Regions from separate parts of the Mus musculus genome. Here regions 2 and 3 are each linked to region 1. Evidence: chromatin contacts called from public Hi-C and HiChIP or PLAC-seq data. All regions are on one chromosome and are shown on one strand. The core of a region is the stretch at or near the end of the contact, and the rest is flanking DNA. Distances in the headings are between cores, read along the strand shown. Region 1 holds the start of St3gal1 (ST3 beta-galactoside alpha-2,3-sialyltransferase 1). Region 2 has its middle 180 kb from the start of 1700012I11Rik. Region 3 overlaps 1700012I11Rik (RIKEN cDNA 1700012I11 gene).

What was found. Hi-C and Micro-C count contacts between places; a contact is called where the count stands out from the background. HiChIP or PLAC-seq counts read pairs in DNA pulled down with a chosen protein or histone mark.
Region 2: a Hi-C map of CD8 T cells shows a contact between it and region 1, with 2.9 times the contacts expected there. The contact joins the enhancer-like site here to the promoter of St3gal1 in region 1. A contact is called at or near these places in 4 of 39 promoter capture datasets (the C10 cell line, hippocampal neurons and liver), 3 of 15 datasets of contacts at CTCF or cohesin (CD8 T cells, the NIH/3T3 cell line and large pre-B cells), 53 of 484 Hi-C or Micro-C datasets (3T3-L1-derived adipocytes, the AML12 cell line, the BV-2 cell line and 34 more), 34 of 115 datasets of contacts at active chromatin or transcription factors (the 230-238 cell line, CD8 T cells, DN3 thymocytes and 27 more) and 3 of 9 other capture datasets (adipose tissue, embryonic stem cells and liver).
Region 3: an H3K4me3 HiChIP or PLAC-seq map of embryonic limb bud shows a contact between it and region 1, with 4 times the contacts expected there. The contact joins the enhancer-like site here to the promoter of St3gal1 in region 1. A contact is called at or near these places in 2 of 39 promoter capture datasets (the 3T3-L1 cell line and hippocampal neurons), 3 of 15 datasets of contacts at CTCF or cohesin (CD8 T cells, large pre-B cells and pro-B cells), 15 of 484 Hi-C or Micro-C datasets (the AML12 cell line, the C2C12 cell line, Sertoli cells and 8 more), 17 of 115 datasets of contacts at active chromatin or transcription factors (the HPC-7 cell line, the NIH/3T3 cell line, the SCID.adh cell line and 13 more) and 1 of 9 other capture datasets (embryonic stem cells).

The regions. Positions count from the first base shown.
Region 1 is chr15:67,175,260-67,178,700 of GRCm38.p6, reverse strand. St3gal1 (ST3 beta-galactoside alpha-2,3-sialyltransferase 1) reads left to right here and starts at 1,819. Exons shown (of 9, transcript NM_009177.4): 1 at 1,819-2,069.
Region 2 is chr15:67,408,735-67,412,175 of GRCm38.p6, reverse strand. No RefSeq gene overlaps it. Among named protein-coding and RNA genes, the nearest start is that of 1700012I11Rik, 180 kb to the right of the region's middle. Within about 2 kb of position 1,950, at least 59 of the 459 cell types and tissues checked have an H3K27ac peak or open chromatin away from gene starts, as enhancers often do. A contact at or near this core is called in CD8 T cells, DN3 thymocytes, ECoMG myeloid progenitors and 12 more, where this site is marked.
Region 3 is chr15:67,359,234-67,362,674 of GRCm38.p6, reverse strand. The region is part of intron 7 of 1700012I11Rik (RIKEN cDNA 1700012I11 gene); the gene reads right to left. Among named protein-coding and RNA genes, the nearest start is that of 1700012I11Rik, 130 kb to the right of the region's middle. Within about 2 kb of position 1,599, at least 32 of the 459 cell types and tissues checked have an H3K27ac peak or open chromatin away from gene starts, as enhancers often do. A contact at or near this core is called in the HPC-7 cell line, Sertoli cells, embryonic limb bud and 1 more, where this site is marked.

The sequences.
Region 1 (3,441 bases), core at 570-3,069:
AGTGTGAGTATGTTCCTGCTCCAAACTGTATCTGTGGGGACCAAGGATCTAAGTGGCTCACACTAGATAGGGCTGCAAGATGTTGTGCTAGGGAGGACAGTAGCCGATGGGGATGGGATCTCTGCCTTCCTCTCACATACACACAAAAGAATGCCAGGCGCTGCAGTTTGAACAGCTTCTCAGAGAGAACACAGCTCATAGAGATGCGCCCAGTGACAAGGACCTCACCTCGTTTCTAGCATGGAAACCCAAACCAACCTAGAACAGCAGAGAAAACTACTCAGCACAGGTCATAGAACACCTTGGAGACCCCCTCCTCTCATATCCTGGTGAGGGACAGCCCAGTGGCAGATCAGACCCCAGTGAGGTTTAACTGGAAGAGTCTTGGCAATACTTCTCCCTTACCCCGCACACACAAATTATAACTTAGAGGTTTCTGTTCTTTTCCTTCCTTTTCTGGTAGTTTGTTGTTTCTTTGTCCTCCACTTCTTCCCTTTTAACAATTTCTCTTCTACTTCCTCGGAACTTACACAGTGTACCAACCCTATCTAGGCAGTCCAGAAGCAGAGTTGAAACCCACTCCTTCCTCCTTCCACAAGCTGGCTTGGATTGAGTGAGCTCTTAGATGCCAAGGGCAGTTTCAAGAGCCCTGTATCCACTTGCTCAGTACAACAACCCAAGCAAACGAACGCTGGGACCAGGGCCCTTTGCAAGGGAGTACGTGGAAACACAAACCTAGGAAACAGTGGATATGGCCCAAAGAGCCCAAGATCACACCGTAATGGAGAAGTGCCGCAAATTCGCCCCAACATTACAGCCTCATTCTAGTGAGTAAACAGCCAGGCAGCTCTGGCCTCCCCCACTGCAAAGGCTTGTCCCCAGAAGTCTCCAGAACTGAAAACGGAGAGACTCCTGCGCACACCGTCTTTCCTCTTAACATTCCACGGAAAAGTTGTAGATGAGATAGTTCCAGTGAGAGGATACCCACTGACAAACCAGATCTTAGAAATGCCTTTTAAATCCACCATTTATGATCTACGACCCACACACGTTAAATTCCGTACCCTCACTTCCCTATTAAAACAGAAAAACTTCTACCCTAACCTAAACCAAATCCCCATCCCCAGGCTGCCTTGGGGACCTTTCTAACTCTGATTCCCACTATCAGCCTTTGCTTAGCGCTGGTCTGCGAAGCTGTCTATCCATCCGCAAAGGAAAGGCCCTCGGCGGAGTAGACGGGAAGGGCGGGGATGTGGATGCTTATAGTGACCTGCTCTGCGGCTCCCAGTCCTGGCTGCACAGACACCGCAATCCCTAACCCCGCGGTGCCCCTCCCCAAGCCTACCTAAATCCCACCTCGAGTCCCACGCCCTCAGAAAAAGCGGTGGCTTTGCCTGATCGCCCTCTCTCTCCACTGCGACCCTGAATGGGGCTCTTCTGGGCACCGCCAGCCACATCCTCTCGGTGCACGCCCAACGCCTCGTCCCTCGGGTTGACCCCACGGGCTTCGAGCCTCTCGGGAGTTCTTCCCTAGCCTCGCCAGCTGTTCCCGCAGATCCCTCTCTTGAGGCAGTGATATTGTTCCCGCGCTGCCTCCTCCGGCGTCTCTCAGACGGGTCCGGCCTCCACCCAGCCCGCTGCTGTCCACGTGGCTTGGCTGAGCTATATTGAGCTTGCAGGAAGCCCCAAGCTAGAGGAAAGCCGAGCTGAGGCCGGCAGGAGGGGCGGAGGGGGGCGCCCGAGCGCCAAGGGGCGGGCGCTGGGCGGAGGAAGGGGAGGAACCTAGAGCCGAAGAGCCGTGCTGGGCGCGCCGGAGTCACGGCTGGGACCGGGCGGGCGAAAGCGACTCCTCCCCGGACGCCCCGCCTCTCACTCCCGTTACACCCGGGGGAAGGTGTTCCAGAGGCGGCTCCCATCCTCACCCCGCCTCCCTTTTCTCCGGCGCTAACCTCTGCCGGCGGAGCCCACTATGCCAGACACTTTCGACACTTTGCAAAGACAAAGAGCCCTAAACCGGAGGGAGGAGAGAGGAGGAGGCAGAGAAGGAGCGTGAGGTTTGAGCTGGCTGGGTAAGTATCCTGAACACATCTCCTTAGATACCTCTCTGAACCTCTTCAGTGCCCCCAAAGTCCGGAGTGTCTCTGGCTTTGGTAAGTACGCACCCAGCTGGTCCCTGTCCCGGTGCCCCAGGGACGGCGCCCCCTCGCGAGTTGGGGCTGGAGAAATGTTGCTTGTGTTCTCTGAGTACTGAGGTGATCGTCCCGACCCGGGCACAGAAGGGGTGGGAAAGGGACTAGAAAGGTGTAACAGTAGAAATGGGACCAAAGACCCTAGGCGCCAAGAGGGAGACACAAGGAGAGAGATCTCTGTCTCCGCCACGGTGGTCTTCTACCTGCGGGTCAGGGAGGAGACTCCAGCTCTGGGGCTCCAGGCTCTTTGGCACTTACTGGAGGAGCCTGCCGGAGCTCAGTGAAGAGCCTATGGCAGTTGTAGCAGTGGCTCCCGGAGCGGCCGTGGTGACATTGCGCCCAGCACCGCAGTGGATCCCCGCCCGGGCCGCGGGTAGGAGACTCCATCAGGCGCAGATTGTCCCCACTCTCTAGAGAAGCGGAGGTCTCGGGCTGGGACACTGGGGACGCTTGGAAAGCGTTGGTTTTCCAGACCAGAGGTCTGGACAGTGTCCGGATGGAGTCTCCCGATCAGCTGTGGGCAGGCGCGGACCCGGGAGGAGGCTGTTGGTCCCCGGGACACCTCTAATACCGCCCCGTTTCGGATCTCGGGGAGAAGTTGGAGCTTAGGACAGCACAGCAAAAAGCGGTGTGTCAGAAAGTGGGTAGATGAGGGTGGTCAAAGTGAGCGTGGCGGTGGAAAGTCTAAACTTGGAATCTGCTCCAAACCCGTTAGGCGCCGCAGCTGCCAAGAAATAATGGGACAAAAGTTAGCAAAGTCTGCATCTCTGTAGTGTGACCTGCGCAGGGCATGGTCTGCTGCTTTGATATGTGCACGGGGTGGGCAATGGTGACACCGGACAAAGCGACTTGGTTGGAGTACTATTAGCTCGGGATTCGGACCTTTGCGCAAGCAACTTTCAGCCCTCGTTTTTCTACGCGTGGGTGTTTGAGTGTGACCTTGCGGGAGGCAGCGCGGCTGAACTCGAGAAGGGGATTAAGTCTCCCGGTGCCTGCCTCGTAGTACAGGTAAAGCGTGGGGCCCTTCGCCTTGCTTCACCGTGGAGTCTCAGAAAAGGTGCCCGAACCTCCATCCATCTGCTGGAACCTGGAGTTTCTCCAGCCTTTTGCACAAGGGTCCTAGCCAGCTTCTTCCTCCAGCAGGAATTGGTGGCGCGCTCCATGAGAGACATGTGCGCGCCCAAAAGCGTGCGAGTGGGTGGGAGTTGGGATGGTCAAGCCATCTCGGAAGCTGATTGACTCCCGGAGACAC
Region 2 (3,441 bases), core at 701-3,200, 230 kb before region 1:
ATGGGTCTTCTTAACCAATGTGTGGTGAAGTAGAATGTGATAAAATCACAGAGATGGGAGTTTAACTGGATGTAGCTGACTTAGAGATTCCTAAGTCAATGACATTTCTTCTCTGGACACATACCTTGGAGAATCGGGCATATTCCCTGGGAATCATAAAAAATGCAGCCATGATTAACTACATAATACATTATTCCCAGCAACAAATACATGTGCTAAAACTATGAGGAAAACAGGTGGAATGAGAAATAAAGAGTTTATAATCAACCAAGAATCACCTAGATAATACACATTCTTGGTTTTATCTGTGAGGACATTCACAGAGAGGATTAATCATAAAGTAGACACCTGCCTTGAATGTGGTTGCACCATCCCACAAACTGGAAAGCCTCTAGACAATAAAAGGGGGTAGCAGGAGACGGCCAGAGAACACCAACATTCTCCTTTCTCTCCTTTCTGAGCATCATGATATGAAGAACACTACTCCACCAAGCTCTCCCCACCATTATTCCAAATACTAATAATGCAAAAGAAATAACTCTTCCCTTAAGTTGTTTGTGCCTGACATTTTGGTCACAGTGATGAAATCCTAACTAATACAGAGGTACAAAATCTTCAGTGGGTTCCTATCATGGTCTTCCTAGATTTCTTTGTTTTCATTTTGTGTGTATGAATGTTTTTTCTGCATATATGTATGTGTACCACATACATGCCATCCCTGGTGCTCACGGAGAACATAAGAAGACATCAGATCCCCTAGAACTGGAGATAGAGTTAGAATGTGCCATATGGGTACTTATAACTAAATCTGAGTCCTCTGCAACAGCTGTAAATGCTTTCAACTGTTGTGATATCGCTATATCTCCGATCCCTATTATTCTTATAAAGTTGTTCTGTGGTCATTGAGAACTGCTGTGGTTTGAATGTGAAATGTCCCCTACCCACTGTTGGCTCATGTGTCTGAACACTTACTCCCCAGGGGGTTTTACTGTTTTGGAATACTGTAGAACCTTTGGAAGGCAGAGTTTTGCTCGAAGTAGATTATGAATGTTAGAAGAGATGTCAAGGCATTCTAACCGGACCCAATTCCTGTTCACTCTCTGCTTCCTGGCTGTCAGTCACTGCCATCAGCCAACTTTTGGCTTCTGTCACCATGCTTTTCCCACCATAATGGACTGTATCCCCCACCCTCAGAACTATAAGGCAAAATAAACCCTTTCTTTCTTAAACTTCTTCTTGTCAGGTATTTGGTCCAGGGATGATAAAAGTGACCATGTAACTAGAACAAGTTAAGCAAAAAAAAAAAAAAAAGGAAAAAGAAAAAAAAAGTAACTAGGACAAAGATCAACTTTCTATTATGGTAAAACTTAAAATTTACCATTTTAGCCATTTTTTTCCCAGGGGGAAATTTCATGGCATCAGTAGGTTGAATTTGGGGACAACCATCTCCTAAACATTTTCATTCTTCTTAGTCCCTGGGTCAGGTAATTGATATGACCAGATTCTCCTGCACAGGACACAAGTGCAGGAAAGCAAGCAAAAATAAGAAAATGTAAGCTAGCATGTCTGTTTCCACAGGGAGAGAGCTGGTAATTGTACAGAAGTCAAATTTGATCCCTGTGAGAAAGCATGCCATGCTGAATAGAAGTGGCCATTGACATGGAAGAAGGCCACAGACTTCCAAGTGTCCCACAGGGAAATATTCATAGGTGGCCACGGTTAATTGCACTTGTGAGAAAAAGACAGTGAAATACAAAGCAAACTGGAGTTGCCAGGTTTTACACACACAGACACACACAGACACACACACACACACACACAGACACACACACACACACACACACATACACTGTAGGCATTTACCAAAAGAATCAGGTTTAGAGGACTGAGAACTGGTTGGTTGGGTTCTTCTCCTTTTGAAAACAGATGTCATCTGTGATCTTTGCCCACACACTGCATGTGGTAACCCTTCTCACATCCTTTTGCTCCACCCTGAGTCTTATCTTCACTAACCCTTCACAAATGTCAAGCCTTATTTGGTGAAAATGAATGGTGTGGAAAAAAGGCTGAGTTTCACAAGCATGAGGTATCGCTGGGGGAAAGCAATATAATTCAATTCTGGGGATGGATATGAGACTTTCCAAACAGATGAGAAGACAGACAGCCCCCCACCAAGGCTGCCCACAGTTCTGGGATTCTGGCATCTGCCTTCTCACCTTGATAATATCCTTTTGCTGTCCATCAGTATCTTTCTCATCCCCCACAGACAGACATCCTTACATTCCCACAGCTGGAGGAGCATGTCCAAGACCCCCAAAATGCTCATACATGAGCTACACTTTACCTTCAGAGGTCACCATTGTACTCAGCTAACCCAACCACTATGTTCCTGAACAGCCAATATTGAGCAGCACTCTACGGGTCACAGAAATAATGAGAGGCAGGCAAGGAGTGTGACCTTCTGGAAAATGTCAAAGGAAACACCCGAGGGTAGATAGCAAGAGCATCAACTAGGGATCAGCCTATGGCCTGAATCTAACAGGCAACCTATATTTGTACAACTGACATAGTCTAAGAGCCATTTTCACATTTTAAGCAGTTGTAGACAAAAGTTTGAAGAAGAAAAATATTCCGTGATACAAATAAATGACGTGGAATTCAAGTCACTGAGTCTATAAATATGCTTTTACTAAAACACAGCCAGGCTTGCTCACACAGTGTCTGTGACCACTTTGGCACAATGATGACCTGTGAAGTCTTTGATGTGGCCATCCATACTTTCAGGATCCTGATCCTGGCTGTGATCATAATACCCTGTCCCCCTTGCCCTATGCATGGATTTAGGGACCAGCTCACATGGAATCTGTCACCACATACAAAGAACTGACACACATCTACATCTTCCTGTTTACTCAATTCTTCAATAGACAGTTTTTAAATCCACACTACGGGTTAGGTGGCAGAGATGCAAAACCAATCAAAAGAAGACAAGCTCTCCCTGTTTTTGCATGCGTAGAGTCCGATGAATTAACCAATGAAGGCAAGTGTCCGACTACAGCCTTGACCACCATTAGGAAGGAAGCTGCATTGCTAAGTGAGAAGCCAGACCCAGTGGGAGGTTGGGGGTGGGGCAAATCCCTTATAATGTGACACCAAGAGGAGGGGGTGGAAAGGGGACATTAATCAGACAAGGGGAATAGAAAAAGTCGTTCTGGCAGAGACTAGAATATCTGCAAGTTCCAGGAGGGACTGAGCGCGGGGATTTAAACAAAGGGCCACAGGGCTTTAGAGGGGGTCTGTGGGTCTGGAGTTTGATTGGGGCATGGTGTCAAGAGATATAAGACAAGCAGGAGTGGCAAGCAGATGCTCAGTTCTCACTCGTGTTTCTGCTTGTGACTCTCATTTTAGCATTCTTCACTCAGTCCCCAAAGAAACAGCCAG
Region 3 (3,441 bases), core at 350-2,849, 180 kb before region 1:
GGTGTCTATCTCTTTTGGATCACATTTCAACTACCCTCCAAACTGTCCCAGACAGAACCAGGAGCTCCTACCTCAGGCCTGAGCTACCTTCTGTGCCTCAGGCACACCCTGGCTTCCGTCTCCGTATGAGGCATACCATATGCTTATGTTGGTTGGTGGCATTTCTACCTTCCTCACTGGTCCTGGGTTTGCTGGGAACCAGGGGATGACTTATCTGCCACTCCGGTTTATACTCCCTAGAACTAAGCAGCTCTTCCACATAGAATTGTCTCAATCTAGTATAGCTTCATGGGGAGAAATTCTTGGATTTTGAGTTGATCAGAATCTCAGTTTCCTTGATCTGGGTCATGGAAAAGTTAGAGGAAGAACAAGGGAACAGAAAGAGGGCTGGACATCTCATTCTCACTCACTGTATTACTCAGACCAGTAGCAAGGCCATGGATTGATTACCATATGCCTACAGTACTAAGTCAAGCAGTGTCTATCTGTTATCAATCATGATAACCCTTATATGGAAGTAGAGTGCTGGGGCAAGACTAAGGAAGGGTAGGAGGGAACTTCCTAGAAGAAGCCAGGATCTTCTTCTCCAACTTCTCTACAGTCTTGAGCCACATCCATTACCTGAGTCCTAGATCCTGCCAGGATTTGTTCTGTACATAAAGTTTTATTGAACACAGACATGTCCATTAACTTTGTGTAATTTCTTTTACCTCTGCACTGCAAGGTCTGAGTAAGATAAGGCGGTAAGGGCAAGTGTTACTATCTAGCACTCGATAAGAGTATTTTTGTCCATGTCACCAGCTTGAGAACCCCAGCCATGGCTGTTCAGTTTTCCCAGATCACTTCAGGTCTTGAAGTAGTCTACATTTGCTTGAACCAGTTATGGACTTTGCAGTACGTCTACCCTTTTGCCTTAATTAAGCAAACTGGAGTCCGTTTGTATTGCCAAGCAATCCAGATAGCATTAAAATATGCAGATCCTTCTCTACCCCACACCAAGTACTCACATATATACACTTGGGTGTATTTCACCACATCTACCCTAGAGAGGCCCCAGTTTCTCAGCACAGGACTCTAATGAGGGACAGAAAATGAGCCACTGGGCTCCATCCTTGAGGCTTGAATTCCCACAGGGAAACTGCACAAACAGTTTCATGTCAACACATCATGGGCCAAATATTTCTACTCATCCCTGAGCACAGAACTAATTGGAATTCCTGATGCTCCCCCAGCTTGCTCTCTTCCCCTCCTCCTCCCCCACTTCTCCTTCACCTCTCCCTTCCCCCTCCTCCTCTCTCCTCTCTTCCCCCCCCCCATTTCCTCTCCTGCCACAGCACCAGTGTGTACATAGCAATCGGCCTTCAGCAATAACTTTTTAAAGATTCAGTTTAAGCAGTAAATTGCAAATTCCTGTTTCCCCCCACACATTCCAGGCTCAGGTCTGAGTGTTTCTGGTAGGCCAGGTCTTCCATACACAGAGGTTAAACAGCTCCTGGGGAGAGAGAGTTCTCTCAGAGAACAGTAGGACTTTTATTTTTCAGAGACCTTAGTGTGCACAGGTGGTGGTAGCCCATGGTGCTGGTAGCATGGGCCTTGCAGGGAAGCAAGATGCCTAATGCAGTACTCCTGGGAAGTTGAGTGGTTCATGCATTGCACACAGAGTGTAGCACTGGGATTCAGGGCACAGCTGCTGCCTCCTCAGCCAGCCAGGTATGATTCAGGCTTAGCAGTTCTGAAGACTCATAGGACTGGGAGTCACTGCAACAGGTTAGAGACAGGACTGAAAAAAGTGGACAATGAGAAACAAAGTATCAAGCGAACCAGGCTGGGGAGATCCCCGCACTGCTGTCAGAGCTGTTGAGATTTGAAGGTGAAATATCCCCTTCATGCTTATGTGTCCGGATACATGGTCCCTTGGCTGCTGGTGAGGTTCAGAAGCTTGGACAATCTTTGGGCAACAGATGGAGCTTTCCAGGAGAAGTAGGACATTCAGGACAAGCTTATAGCCAGGCCCCACTTCCTGCATCCTCTCTGTTTCCTGACTGCAGATACAATGTGATCCACTTGCCTCCTCTTCCTCTTGCCATATCCCTCATACCATGATGGAATGTGACAGGCATTTTCCTTCCCTCGGACACAGATATATTCCAGATGAAAAGTAGATAAAGGCAGGTTTATACGGAGGTAGCTCTTAGGGGGGTTCACCAACTTCACCAATGGAGGTCAGTGAAGTCACACATCCAGACTAAAGCAAAGGGATTTTATAGAGTTTAGGCGAGGGAATGTGTCAGCTAGGACCTAGGATTGAGGCCTTACATGGTCAAAAACTGAACTTCTCGATGGACACTTTTGGATGGGTTGCCAGGAACACTTGGGCATGAGGAAGAATGACTAGTTAGCCTGGAGTTTTCACGAAGCAGGATCTGGGGATCTCTGTGTGATTAGGACTGGGGGAAGGAGGGCAGCTTATACAGGGTTTCAACCTAACAGGATGATCACCTTAAACGATAAGCCAAATAAATGCTTTCTCCCTTCAAGCATCTCTTGTCCACAACTTGGTCACAGCAATGAGCTGACACACCATCATTCCTTGCCTAAACCCTATAAACACACACTCAAGTGAGAACTGTTACTGACACCTGTGTGACGCTCTGATTTTTTATTCGTGGTTGACAGGGATGCAAGAGCTTTGTGCATATGTCCCTCTGGGATTTGACTCTGCTTTTGTTGAGGAGGAACTTACAAAGTAAAGTGCATAGCTGTTTACATAATGCAGCTTGCTAGTTTAACACCCACACATGTGTGGTGGCCAACCAGGCCAAGATTCTAGGCAATATCACTCAGAAACCCCTATACTTGTGCCATCACAGATACCATGGAGGACATCTGTTACATGATACATCGTGGTACTCCTAGGGTGTGTCTTATCTGTGGCCACGGGAGGCCATGAATGTGACCAACATAAAGTTGCAAACTTGAGTGAAATATAATGAGGGATCTATCTTCCTTCTTTCCTTCATCTTTCTTTTCTGTGTTCGAATCCCAAAGATGAGTTCTGCCATTCCTTCACGACCACATGCCAAAACTGGTAGCGCTTATAGTAAGTGGTGTTTGGTACCCAAGAGCATCCACTATCTCAGGTAATCTTCACAGACAGCCATCAAGGTATGGGTCTTCTCACACCATAAAAGGAGAAAGATGACCACAAAGGTCATGCAACTACTGTGAGGTCCCACAGCCAAGAAGCAGCCCAGCCCAGATTCAGACAAAATATGATCTGGGTCATCGCCTTCTTTTAGAAAATGTGGCTATTCAATCTTGACAAACTGACAAAATAGTTGAAATAAAAACCCAACACACACACACACACTGGAATAATAGAAAGTAAGATTTTAAGAAATTTACCCTTAAGATACCGGAGTGTTAAATTGAGCCTAGGAT